2 separate regions of the Mus musculus genome follow, and region 2 is linked to region 1. Evidence: chromatin contacts called from public Hi-C data. All regions are on one chromosome and are shown on one strand. The core of a region is the stretch at or near the end of the contact, and the rest is flanking DNA. Distances in the headings are between cores, read along the strand shown.

The links. A called contact is a pair of places that touch in the nucleus more often than the background predicts.
Region 2: a contact with region 1 is called in a Hi-C map of the G1E-ER4 cell line, with 4 times the contacts expected there. The contact joins the enhancer-like site here to the promoter of Eif2d in region 1. A contact is called at or near these places in 30 of 39 promoter capture datasets (the 3T3-L1 cell line, 3T3-L1-derived adipocytes, the C10 cell line and 20 more), 10 of 15 datasets of contacts at CTCF or cohesin (CD8 T cells, the G1E-ER4 cell line, the NIH/3T3 cell line and 6 more), 252 of 484 Hi-C or Micro-C datasets (the 3T3-L1 cell line, 3T3-L1-derived adipocytes, the 4T1 cell line and 125 more), 35 of 115 datasets of contacts at active chromatin or transcription factors (CD8 T cells, the HPC-7 cell line, Th17 cells and 19 more) and 5 of 9 other capture datasets (adipose tissue, embryonic stem cells, liver and 2 more).

What each region holds. Positions count from the first base shown.
Region 1 is chr1:131,149,084-131,155,899 of GRCm38.p6, forward strand. Eif2d (eukaryotic translation initiation factor 2D) reads left to right here and starts at 4,124. Exons shown (of 15, transcript NM_001136070.1): 1 at 4,124-4,342; 2 at 5,146-5,336; 3 at 6,085-6,168; 4 at 6,550-6,640. The coding sequence starts at 4,287.
Region 2 is chr1:131,115,679-131,122,494 of GRCm38.p6, forward strand. It overlaps Gm51643 (a long non-coding RNA gene), which reads left to right. Exons shown (of 2, transcript XR_003947991.1): 2 at 1-229. Among named protein-coding and RNA genes, the nearest start is that of Gm51643, 6.3 kb to the left of the region's middle. Within about 2 kb of position 3,008, at least 42 of the 459 cell types and tissues checked have an H3K27ac peak or open chromatin away from gene starts, as enhancers often do. A contact at or near this core is called in the 4T1 cell line, the Ba/F3 cell line, the G1E-ER4 cell line and 4 more, where this site is marked.

The DNA.
Region 1 (6,816 bases), core at 2,874-5,373:
CTCCATCTGAAGTTCCTTTAGCCACACTCTTGTCTGAACACACTAATGACTGGGCTAGCACAGTTTATCCTAAAAACTTCAGGATCTACCACAGGATTCTCAAGCCATAGGTCCCACACGAAATATAAACTACAACATTCTGTGTTTCCAGGGATCTTGGGTTTAGGCAGAAGCACCGAGAAGACTTAGTAAAGGACTAAAGGGCTTGGGAGCCCAAAAGGACATGCATGCCACTCGACAGAGGGCGAGCTCCCTGAGAGAAGACTGGGTTCCTCTTATTTTGTGTTGATTGTCATGTGGGTGTTTTTGATTCACGTGTGGTACATACATGGGTACCATGGTGCGTGTGTAGAGACCGAAGGAAAGCTCTTTAATATGATTTGTCTCCTTCCACCTTTACATGGAATCCAGGGATCAAACTCAAGTTTCTAGGTTTTCATGGCAAGCCTTGTCCTTACCTTAATAAAAGCACAGAGCCTAAGCAGTTGCTTCATCTAATTAAGACAATTGTACTCTCTTTGTTGGAATTCATTAGGGAGAGGAGAGGGAGGCTGTTAGCATTCTGTCTAAACTCCACCCCACTGTTACCTGGCAACAGCCAGGTAGGCCTGACCCACTATAAAAGGGGCTGCTTGCCCCCTCCTCCCTCTCTTGCCTTTGGGCTCTTCCCTCCCCCCACCCTTTCCCCTCCCTCCACATGGCCATGGCCAGCCTCTACTTCTCTATCCCTCTCTGCCTTTCTCTGCTTCTACTACCCTCTTTTTGTTTTGTTTTGTTTTGGTTTGGTTTGGTTTATTTTTGGTTTTTCGAGACAGGGTTTCTCTGCAGCCCTGGCTTCCCTAGAACTCACTTTGTAGACCAGGCTGGCCTCAAACTCAGAAATCCACCTGCCTCTACCTCCCAAGTGCTAGGATTAAAGGCGTGCGCCACCAAGCCCAGCTTTCTACTACCCTCTTAATTCCCTTCCCCATGCCCTGAATAAACTCTATTCTATACTATAAGGTCGTGTGTGTCTGGTCTCTCAGGAAGCCAACGGGATGCCTAGGCATGGGCCCGCTGAGACACACCTTTCCCCCCACACCTCACCACACCCACATTATACCTCTTTTTCTTTCTATAAACACATTGGAGGCTTAAAAAAAAAGGAATCTCTCTTCTAACCTGTGGTTGCTTCAAAATATCCCTTGTTCTTGTAAGTAATCTATGTTACAGCTCTGTTCCTGTCTAGTGTAATTTGTGGAGATTAACCCCCTTCCAGCAAATTTCACTCTTAGTAGTTGTAATGCTGTAATTCCAGCTATGTTGGGAGGCTGAGACAGGAGAATCACAAGTTTAATGCATGCCTGGGCCACAGAATGAGTTCAAGGTCAACCTGGACAAAAAATACATATGTACATATGTATTAGTCAGGGTTCTCTAGAGTCACAGAACTTATGGATAGTCTCTAGATAGTAAAGGAATTTATTGATGACTTACAGTCAACAGTCCAATTCCCAACAATGATTCAGTCGCAGCTGTGAATGGAAGTCCAAGGATCTAGCAGTTACTCAGGCTCACGGAGCAAGCAGGCGAAGGAGCAAGAGCTAGACTCCCTTCTTCCAATGTCCTTATATTGTCTCCAGCAGAAGGTGTAGCCCAGATTAAAGGTGTGTTCCACCACACCTTTAATTCCAGATGAAAGGTGTAGCCCAGATTAAAGGTGTGTTCCTTAAACTCCGAGATTCAATCTTCTGGAATCCATAGCCACTATGGCTCAAGATCTCCATACCAAGATCCACATAAGGATCTCCAAGCCTCCAGATAAGGGTCACTGGTGAGCCTTCCAATTCTGGATTGTAATTCATTCCAATATAGTCAAGTTGACAACCAGAAATAGCCACTACAACATACATACATACAATAAACAGCTGGATATAGCTCAATGGTAAAGTACTCACCTACCATATGAAAGGCTCTAGATAACACACACACACACACACACACCACACACACACACACACACACACACATACACACACACACCACACACACACACACACAGAGTTTTCCTTCACCTTGCTCTGCAATTCTGAAATTTTGGCCAAGAGGAGATGATAATCTGAGAACCCTTTGAGGAACACTGGAGTTGTTAAGGGATGCTGGTTGCTGGCTTGTTTTCAGCCAGCTCTCCAGCATGAGAGTCCTCATAGGCAGAAGGCAACTCATGATGCAGGCAGAAAATGTGGGATGAATTAGTTACTTTGTGTTCCTGCAATAAAACACTGACTAAAATCACCTTTGGGGAGGTGTACTGGCTAGTTTTGTGTCAACTTGACACAGCTGTAGTTATCACAGAGAAAGGAGCCTCCCTTGAGGAAATGCCTCCATGAGATCCAGCTATAAGTTATTTTCTCAATGAGTGATCAAGGTGGGAGGGCCACTTGTGGGTGGTGCCATCCCTGGGCTGGTAGTCTTGGGTTCTATAAGAGAGTCTGCTGAGCAAGCCAGGGGAAGCAAGCCAGTAACATCCCTCCATGGCTTCTGTGTCATTTCCTGCTTCCTGACCTGCTTGACTTCCAGTCCTGACTTCCTTTGATGATAAACAGCAATGTGGAAGTATAAGATGAATAAACCCTTTCCTCCCCAACTTGCTTCTTGGTCATGCTTTTTGTGCAGGAATAGAAACCCTAAGCCAGGAGGTAAGGGCTTATTTGGCTTATACATTCCAGTAAGAGGTCCAACACTGAGGGAGGTTAGGGTAGGAAATGCAGCAGAAACCATAGGGGAACTGCTGCATACTGGCTTGATCAGCTGGCTTTCTAACACAACTTAGGACCACCTGCCCAGGGATGGCACCACCCACAATGGGCTAGACCTTTCTACACCAATCCTTAGTCAAAATGCCCTACAGACTTGCCTACAGCTCAGTCTCCCACGGAGGCATTGTCTCCACTGAGGCTCCCACTCCTCAGATGACTCTAGCTTTTGTCAATTCCACAAAAGAACTAACCAGCATGTATGGATTTATGCTCTTGATTAGGAGAGACTGGGTGTGGCAGTGCCTATGTCTCTGAATCTTGGCTCCTACTTATTGGCCATTAATTTCTAGGAAGGCAATCGACATCTTCGGATCTACAATAGTTTCCCCAGTTTGAAATGTCTAGTATTCCCCTAAAATTTTCTTCAGTTCTCCAGACCACAAACACTCGGTGGTACATATCCTAAATGTGACTTCATAGCAGTCCAAGGAACAGGAGTCTGCAGGTAATGCTTTCCTCTAGGCTCCTCTGCCTTTGGTTTGGGGTGAGGTGCTTCTAATAAAAGTCTGGAGGCTCAGAGGTGTAGAAGTTGAGGCTAGCAACTAGGCCCTAGTATATGACAGGTAGAGATTGCCAGGCACTTTGGACAATCAATGTGAAATTAGTTTAGCAACTAGGATGATGATGATGATGACGACGACTATGATAATGGTTACGGTTAGTGAAAGGGCACTCTGCTCCGAAGAGCTGATATGCAAACGCTAGTTTAATAGAACATAAGCAACCTAGGTTTAAGTTTAATTTAAACCTAAGTTTAAATCCTTGTCCGTAGAGTACACAGTTGTTTCTCTGAGGGAAGCCCCATCTTTGTTATTGAACTTTGTTACTAGTAGCCTGGGCAAAACCGAATCCAGGGTGGAGTGTATTCCTTGTTGCTGCTATTATTACAGCGTGCAAATTAAACGTCAAGGAGGAAAAAAAAAAAAATCCTAGCTGAAGCCTTTAGTTTGTAATACCATATAAAGATATGGATAAATAAAAGCCTTTAAGCATTTAAAAGCATTTTTAAAAAGAGGGCGAACCAGCATTCAATGAAACCTGCAAGTTTAATAATATATGAATTCAAAAAATAAAATATGAACTCAGTTCATTTTGTGGACTTGACGCATGTCGAATAGACTGCAATCAGGCAGTTTCTTCTCAACGCCGTATCTAAAGCGGATGGAGCAGAAAGAATAGAACTAAGACGTTGTTTGCACAACTGGCGTCCCTAACTACAGACCCGCAGGCTCCTAGGTACACCCGGTTCCAAGTGGAAGAGCGGGAGCGGAAGTTCCGGAGTCTGTCCCGCCCCTCCCCACCTGGCGCTGCGTCAGTTCCGGGCCAGCATCAGGGCTAGGGCCGGGTTCCTAGCAGGCTGTTTTTTGGCGCCGAGTCTCAGCATGGCTGCCTCCAGGGTTGAGGGTCCGGGAGCCGCCACTCCTTCGTTTTGTTGACCGCCCCTGGCGTCTGTGCTCTTCTTGTCTTTCCTGAGCTACTCCAGCAGACATGTTCGCTAAGGCCTTTCGGGTCAAGTCCAACACAGCCATCAAGGGCTCGGACAGGTGAGGGAGAGAATACTTTTGCTTAGCCTAGCGAGGCTCCTACACTTGTAGGGCTGCACATAGAGACCCCAGGGAGCCAAGCAGGGGTGTTAGAAACATTTTTGAGGATAAGGTGTGGGGGTGTCTCTTTTTATCTTCCAGCTGGTCTTTTGGACAATAAAGTTGAGTTAGCGTGTACTGGGCTCAAGCTAGGTTTTGTGGGAGATGTAAAATGAGGGAATATAAGTCCTCCATGGAGTTTAGAGTCCATGGGAGAACTCAGATGGTGTACCAAAACTAAAAGTATAGGGGGGGGGGGGGAAACGCCTAAACGATTATTCCTGGCCGGAGAGACTGGTGTCGGAGAGGTCCGTGCCCTGAGGTGGCAGAGCCTAAGAAAGCTGTGGTAAGGAGAGATGTTAACTCTCCTTTTTAAGTCAGTGTCGTAGACACGGATAGCTCCGCAGGGATTTTGGAGCCAGCTTTCTTTAGGTATCATTCTTGGTGCCATAGTAGCCTTTTAATGAGAGGTTGACAGATTGCCAACCAGTCTAAGACAGGAGTGGGGACAGCATGTGAGGTCATCTGTGTTTCCAATGACTTTCTAAAGACTAACTTTGGTTGCTTAGTGAAAATAGGTGTTCCGATGGAATAATATGCCCAGGAGGTCTTGAGAATAATGAATAAGACAGATAATAGGATTTGGAAAAGCTGAGAAGGGGGCATCACGAACCAGGCAGTCTTTCTTCAGTCTTTATGATTTGTATAGTCATTCTGAATGTCTGTATTTATTAATGTGCATCGTGCTGGTGTGCTTTCTGCAGGAGAAAGCTCCGGGCCGATGTGACAGCTGCTTTCCCTGCCCTGGGAACAGATCAGATCTCTGAATTGATACCTGGAAAGGAAGAGCTAAATGTTGTGAAGTTGTATGTTCACAAAGGGGATTCGGTGACTGTGTACACGAGTGGTGGTAACCCCATCCTATTTGAACTGGAGAAAAATTTGTATCCAACAGGTATGGTAACCAGATGAAATGCCCAGACTGCAGCCCTGGTGAAACACGTTATTCTCTGTTGATTTGGTGTGATATTTGTTTTTGTTTTCCCCCATAAACATACCTTTTCAAATGAAATAAACACAGAATTTCCCAATACTATTCCTAAGGATCTTCTGGGACCTAGTGTTTCCAGAATTGACCTTTTCACCGTAAGAGGGATAAGAAACAAACGAAACCCCCGGCCCCCCCCCCAAAAAAAACCCAAAACACATGGAAAAATGGCAGTGCAAAGTTCTGAGAGAAAGGAGCTGGGGGTATTGGGAAGAGTGCTGAAGTGTTGCCAAAGGTGGAATTTTAGAGCATGTAAAGAAAATATGGCGTAAACCATCTGTAAAAGGCTTTTTCTTAACACAGTGGAGAAAATGTACGCTCAGGACTAAGCTGTGTCAGTCACACACTTCCCCTGAGCTGCTTCATAGTGGGTTTTCCTAGTTAGAGTCTCTCTCTCTCTCTTTTTTTAAGACAGGGTTTCTCTGTGTAGTCTTGGCTGTCCTGGAACTCACTCTGTAGACCAGGCTGGCCTCAAACTGAGAAATCCGCCTGCCTCTGCCTCCCAAGTGCTGGGATTAAAGGTGTGCCCCACCACTGCCCGACATGTTTTATTTTTCTTTCTGAATTCTAGTTAAAGTGAGCACAGTGCTTGGCATTTCTAGATCTCCAGCAGAGAGTGTTTGTTAATAAGTATTTCCTGGGTCTCTTGGTACAGTGTACACACTGTGGGCCTATCCGGATATTCTACCAACTTTTATAACATGGCCTCTGGTATTGGAAAAACTGGTCGGGGGAGCAGGTAAGAGAACTTTTCTATATTCCAGTTATTGCTTGAAATCTCTTCAGTAATTATCTGCCACCTTATAAGGCTACTCATTTCTTGTGTTTTTATGTAAAACTGTATCCACTTCTGGTGTGTATGTCTTTGTGTTATTCTTCCAATGTTTCTGAGTTTCCTGGACATCTCTGATTCTCAGTTTGTGATCTGCCCCGTGCTGGACTTTAAATCATTCAGGAACTTTAGCACGTAGAACTTGGTCTCTCATTTGTGAGACCTGAAATGGAGGGTTGATTCTCAAGTTGCCATGTTCACCATGAATAATGTAATTGATACATGTTTCTTTGACACATGTATGATAAAGTTAAAAATGAAAATGACATTAAATTCTATTTGCAACAGATTTGATGCTGCCAGGGGTAGTGGTGCCCCCTACTGGTCTTCCTCAAGTACAGCAAGGCGACCTCTGTGCCATTGCCTTGGTGGGGAACAGGTACTGTGTCAGACTTTTGTGTGGGATGTGTGTGTGTGTGTGTGTGTGTGTGGTGAAAAGAGGTAAAAGGGAGGAAAATGACCACTTCCAAAGCACATAGACCAAGAACTGAAAGAAAAAATAGTTTCTCTGGAGCAGATAGTGGGCCCTTAGTGGCTGGCACAAACCTCTGGAGA
Region 2 (6,816 bases), core at 1,758-4,257, 35 kb before region 1:
CTGGCATCAGGACCAAAAGCAGAGCTCTCGGTCAGTGGTTAATATCCTTCCTCCCAGCCTCCCCAGAGCATGGGTATGGAATCTAGCAATTCTTCAGGTTCCAGCTAAGCTGCACGAAGGTGTTACAAAAGGCCATTTCTTCTCCTTGGAGGAGAGCCAAAAGGAAAAGTGACACACACAGCCTTCATCCTGGAGTCAATGAAATCATAGCTCACATGAGCCTGCAAAATGAGAAAAATGCCCTTGGCTTGGGACTAACCATCAATGAGGGGCGGAGGGGGAAAAGAAGGGAAGAAAGGGGGAGGGGAAACTAGAAAGAGCTGAGATCGATCCTTAATTCACACATCAGGCTCATATTCGTTTGTTTGGAGTTTTGGGAACAAACTGTATCACATAGAGAATGGCTGAATAAACTAATGAAGTGCGTCTGGTAAGCTTATCCCTATGTGCACCACCAGGGGGAGCACTTGTTCCACACCGCTGGTCTTTTATGCACTATGAAGCCGCTGGTTAAGGGCATAAATTCTGGGTTCTAAGGGCCTTTTTTTTTTTTTTTTTTTTTTTTTTTTTTAAAGATTTATTTATTTATTATATGTAAGTACACTGCAGCTGTCTTCAGACACTCCAGAAGAGGACATCAGATCTTGTTACAGATGGTTGTGAGCCACCATGTGGTTGCTGGGATTTGAACTCTGGACCTTCGGAAGAGCAGTCGGGTGCTCTTACCCACTGAGCCATCTCACCAGCCCTCTAAGGGCCTTTTAACACCACCACCACCACCACCCCTTTTGTCCAAGAGCTGCCTGATTTTACTTTGTGCACGTCACCCTGTTTTCAGATAAGGAAAATATCTGACCCCGGGGAACTGGCAGTTTCTCCCACTCTTAAGGGCTCCAGAAATAGAGTCCTCACCTCACTTGGCGGCAATCCCAACCCTTTCTTGCTGTGGGATGTTTCCTGTCCACAGACCCCTAAGACGGGAGCTAGACAAGCAGGTGCCTCCACAGGGACCACACATTCGAGCCTGAGGAGGAAGTAGCCTGCTTTCCCGAGGCCTGGAGCCTCTTCTCTGCCCCTGCCCCAGCCGCAGACCCCCTACCAACCCTCCTCACCCACCAGCTCTCCCCAGTGCCTGGCCAGCACCTAGGAGCAACAGCCAGACTGTGGTCCCCGCAGGCTGCAGCGTGCCTTTGTCTGGGCTCACAAAAACCACATTTAGAACCGACTCCCACTTCTGATGCCCCCAGCGCATCTGTCTTTGCTTCGTTCCATCTGGCGATCTCAGAGGAATGGCTAATTAAATTGAAATGAGCTGGCCTATTTTTAGTGTTCTTCAGCTATCAGGCCTGGGGGGAATAGCCACAACGTTTGGAAAAGAACACCAGGAAGACTGAAAATCTCTGGAGCTGCATGCTGTTTCTAGGATTATCAGCTCCCAAGTCCCACCTGCCTCGGCAGGGTCCATCCGGTTCTCCTGTTGTCCTGTTTGAGGATGGGGCCAAAGTTGGAGGAAGGACGCTATGATTTAGATACAGCTTAGGTGTGGCACCTCCTGTGTTGCGAGTCTAGTAAGGTAACGGGCGGGCGCCGAGACCTTGAGAGAGTGCACTTGGATCACTGATGCTGTGTCTTCAGCTGCTTTCACAAACCCCTCATTTGGTCTAGTGTGAGGTCATTATGAACAGGCAAGACGAGCCTCGGCCCTAGGTGCTGTCTAATCAATACATCTCTCTGTCTCAAAGTCACAACTGTAATGGAGCTAACTCACCCAGGAGTGTCAGCCAGAAGCTCAACATACAACACTGCCCTGCTCCCTGACTTACAGCTCCCCCATTTATAAAGTTCACAGCCTCCCTCATTTTCCTATAGTACCTGAAAGTGACTAGTAAACAGGCTTCCTGGGTGCTCTTGATCCACCTCATCCTAGAACCAGAGACACATTCAGCTCAGTGAGCCTTGACAGCTTGATGCCAAGTCAGAGCTGTGATGAGCTTTAGATGACAACAGGTTTGTGCAGAGAGGAGGTGAGGAAGGGGAGGTGAGAGGTGGGGTGTGGTAGAGGTGAGGATGGGGAGGTGAGAGGTGGGGGGTGTGGTAGAGGTGAGGATGGGGAGGTGAGAGGTGGGGGGTGTGGTAGAGGTGAGGATGGGGAGGTGAGAGGTGGGGGGTGTGGTAGAGGTGAGGAAGGGGAGGTGAGAGGTGGGGGGTGTGGTAGAGGTGAGGATGGGGAGGTGAGAGGTGGGGGGTGTGGTAGAGGTGAGGATGGGGAGGTGAGAGGTGGGGGGTGTGGTAGAGGTGAGGATGGGGAGGTGAGAGGTGGGGGTGTGGTAGAGGTGAGGAGGGAGAAGAGAGAGGTGGGGTATGTGGTAGAAGTGAGGATGGGGAGGTGAGAGGTGGAGGTGTGGTAGAGGTGAGGAGGGGGGGTAAGAGGTGGGGTATGTGGTAGAAGTGAGGATGGGGAGGTGAGAGGTGGATCCCATCCCAGGTCCTGGATGGTACTTGTGCAAACATTGCTTCCTGCTAGTGAATTGGAAAAGCCATCCCTCTACTGCCACGTTAGGACCCCCTCTGGTTCCTTGTCTGCACAACCGACGTGCTCCTTACTTGGAGGTATGTTGTTTGATGCAAGCTAAACCCCTCTCCAGCTTCTCTTCCTCCTGCGTCCTCTGCTCTGGCCACTCTTTGTCACATTTTTAAAGTTTTGTTATTTGGTTTAATTGCACACATACACTGGGGAGGGGGTCTTTGTGGGTGTACAGTCACGTGAGAGATGGTGACCCTGAGGCCAGAGGCACCGGAACTTGAGTTTTAGGAGGTTGTGAGCTGTCTGACACGAGGAATTGAAGACCAGTCCTCAGCAAGAACAGTACACCCTCTTAAACCCTGAGCCTTCTCTGCAGCTCCGGAGCGTTTTTTTTTGCTTTTTGCTGTTCCTACACATTTCAAGTTGTGTGTCAGGAATTCCCTTCCTTGCATGACAAATCCTTCTCGTTAAGGGCACTACTCGGCAGTCACCTGCCTGAGGCTATTAGTCACTCCCGCCTCTGTGGTTTTCTAAAAGTTTGCTCAGACTAATATTAGACCTTATCAAACACATCCGACTTCTATGCCTACGTGGGATAAGGGCTTGCTGCGAGTGGGAGGTGTGTTCAGCCCATGGAGCTGAACTTCCCAGGCTTATGAATCCAGTGAATTCTTACTGTTGCGTGAAGATGAGAGAAAGTGAAATCGGGTTCTTTATTCTTCTGGGTCCCCACACAGCCCAAAGACGGCAGGGCCTCCTTCCTCCACCAGAGTGAAGCTTTGGCGAGTGGGCAGCCCTCTCTTACATCCTCACCCACAGCCAGGGCTCCTCAGGATTCCAACAAACTCTCTCTCTTCCTTATGTGCTTGGCCCTTGGGCGCATCAGGGTGCCTATTTTTTTTAAGATTTATCTTATTTCTATCTATGTGTGTGTGTGTATCTGTGGACACACTCAAACACTGTACACACACAGGTACATGCATTTGTGTGTCAGTGCCAGAGAAGACCAGAAGAGGGAGTCAGGCCCCTGGCATTATAAGCCAACGTGAGCCACCCAATGTGGATGCCAACACAGGTGCCAGGAGGAGAACTCTGTTCCTCTTTGAGAGCAGCAAGTCACCAGCTGTCACCCCTCCAGCCCCTTCACTATTCCTTAAGGGTTTCCTATCCTGGTCCACATTCTATAGTCTCTGAGCTGCCCCCTCTTAGGGATTAGGCCCAGTATCTACAGGGCATCTTCCACACTCTACCCAGCTCCATTCCACAGACTCCACATAACCTGCTCCATACCATCCATGGGCCCTCCCTTGCCTCTGACAAGTTTATTGATTATACCCCAGGACCTCGTGTCCCTCAGTCTGCCTATGTCCCAGACCTCCACTTAACCCTTAAATCTCCAACTCAAGAAAACAGGCATTTGTCCCTAGCCTTAGACACAATCTCCATGAAGTGTTAGAATAGTTCCTAAAATATCAAATTATTCTTTTCCTCTCCTTCAATACTTTCCTTGCCAGATACATATGCAAACATCAGGGATTTGACCGTTACATTTGTTTTGTTTGGATTTTTGATGGGAAAGTGGGGCGAAGGCCCAGTCTAACTTGAAAAATCCAACCTTCTGGTAAGGAACTGGACAATGGGCCCTGACTTTTCATGCGTGACCTCTGTGCTAGCCATGGCTCCTTTAAAAAATACACACACACACACACACACACACACACACATATATATACATATATATATATATATGTACACCTTAGCTGTCTTCAGACACACCAGAAGAGGGTGTCAGATCCCATTACAAATGGTCGTGAGCCACCATGTGGTTGCTGGGACTTGAGATCGGGACCTTCAGATGTGCAGTCAGAGCTATTACCCGCTGAGCCATCTCGCCAGCCCTAGCCATGGCTCCTTGAATCTACTGCAGCACTGCCCCCTTGCTCTCGGCCTTCCGTTCCATAAGGCTCATCACCCTGTAGAGAGCAGCTTCTCTGTCTCTCCGAGACCTCCAGCCACTATCCAGCCAACCCACCGCGTGCAGGGCAACGCACAGCATGCTGGCATTCCTGAGGTGCGTGGCTCTTGCCAGGAGGAACCCAGCAGTGGGCCTCTGTTCCCAAGGCTCCTTCCCCAGCAGCTCAGTGAACCCCGGACGAGGGCTTCAGCTTTTGAAATCATTTAACCTAGTTCCGGGTCTTCAGTACAAAGACTGAAGATAACACCTCCTGGGAGCCTCTCACGGTGAGCTGTCCTAGATTCCCTAAAGAGGTAGGCTGAAAACAGAGGCCCAGAAAGAGAAGTGTCCACCATCCTGAGGCCCAGGAGGGGCCAGAGAAGGCGAGAGTGTCCATTTGCTGAAGATAGGTTCTGACATTCTGAGCTGGGTGTTGGGAGGGCCGACAGGAATGTAACAGGGGGCAAAGCCAGGACAGAATAGTGTGTGCGTCCATGCGTGCGTGCGTATGTTGGTATTACAAAAACAACTGCCCTGGCCAAATTAAGATTTGGTCATGGAACTTTTAAGTTGCCTAAATTACCACAGTTGATCCGCATTGCCCTCACTCATGTTAGCATTGTCTCCTGGTGCCAGCCTGCACTAGCTTTGAGCCGATCCCACCAGCAAGCTCCCTCCCTGACCTGAGTTGCTCTTTCTCACTATATTTCTTGCCCCCCTCCACCCCATAAAGAAGGACCGGCACCCTCACTTGTGAGGTTTCTCACGCTTGAAGAGTCATCTGAGCTGGGAGGTTCCCAGAGCGTTCTTTAACCAGCCTCTCCCCACAGAGCTGGCCTCCAGGCAGGACACACAGTGCCATCATGTCCTGCTGGCTTCTTCTCAAACCAACTGGCAGGGTGGGGCTTTCTCTCCATTTAAGCCCCATTTGGCACTGCTCAACCTCCTAGCCTCAGCCTTTGCCCCTTTCCTAACCCGGTGTGCAAAAATAAAACGATTTTGGCAGCTAAGTATGGAAGGAGGACTGCTGAGAGAGTGGGGGGCAAAACCCTTAGGAAGGAGAGCAAGCCTCAGGAAATCTGTTGTCATTGGTTTTTTTAGTTGGAAAAGCATCATTTATTATTATCATTATTTTATTTATTTATTTATTTATTTATTTATTTATTTATTTATTTATAAGAAAGGGTCTCTGTAGCCCTGGCTGTTCAAGAACTCTGTAGACCAAGCTGGCCTTGAACTCACAGATCTGCCTGCCTCTGGGATAACAGGTGTGCCACCATGCCTGGGCAGAATCATTATATATGTATTTGTATGAGCATGTGTTTGTGTGTATTTTCATATATTATCATATTTACATATATTTATATTTTGCAGTTTCTTTGCCTGTGTGTAGGTGTGCGTGTGCCATGGTATACATCCTACTGCACATATGTGGAGGTGAGAGGACTTGAGTCAGTTCTCTCCTTTCACTGTAGGGGCTCCAGCGATCCAATTCCGGTCACTAGGCTTGGGAACAGGTGCCTTTCCAGACTGAGCCATCTCCTTAGCCCCAGTGCCTCAATTTTTAATCTCCAAAGCATAAAGCATTGTAGGATGTGGGCGTCAAAGGGGGCAGGAATAAGGGAAACAAATTAAAATTTTTTTTGTTTGTTTTTGTTTCTTCGAGACAGGGTTTCTCTGTATAGCCCTGGCTGTCCTGGAACTCACTTTGTAGACCAGGCTGGCCTTGAACTCAGAAATCCGCCTGCCTCTGCCTCCAGAGTACTGGGATTAAAGGTGTGCACCACCACCGCCCGGCAACAAATTACAAAATTAATGGATAGTTATGGCAGCTTCCATTCCCACCAGCCCCCTTGACTTTTATCTGAGGTGGGGGAGGGCACCTAGCCTATGTATGTCACCTTATATACCATTGGTCTCATTATTTACTTATTTGGCTGTGTTACATCATGCTTTAATAGACACAGCACTGTATCTAGCACATTAAAAACACTAGAAGGTAGAAGAGTCAGGAGTGGGGCTGAGCGCCCCCTAGAGAGTGAGCCCTGGAAAAGTACAGGAAGAGGTTGGGGTGGAAGAGCCCTGCCAGAGCCCAAGTACACCTGCAACTCCTGACTTTGGTCTGAGAAATCACTTCTTTGTGTGCTCCCCCCCCCCAACCCTGGTCCGGCTTTTACTGGCCTTTACCTCCCCTTTGTCTTCTTCGAGGTGGGATTTAAGGACAGGAATAAAATAAGAATAAAGACAGAGGAATCTTGGAACTACAGCTGCCTCAGACCAGGTAAGGCTTGAAAAGGGCTGGAGGGCTGGAGTGACAGATACAGTTATCCCTATAGGA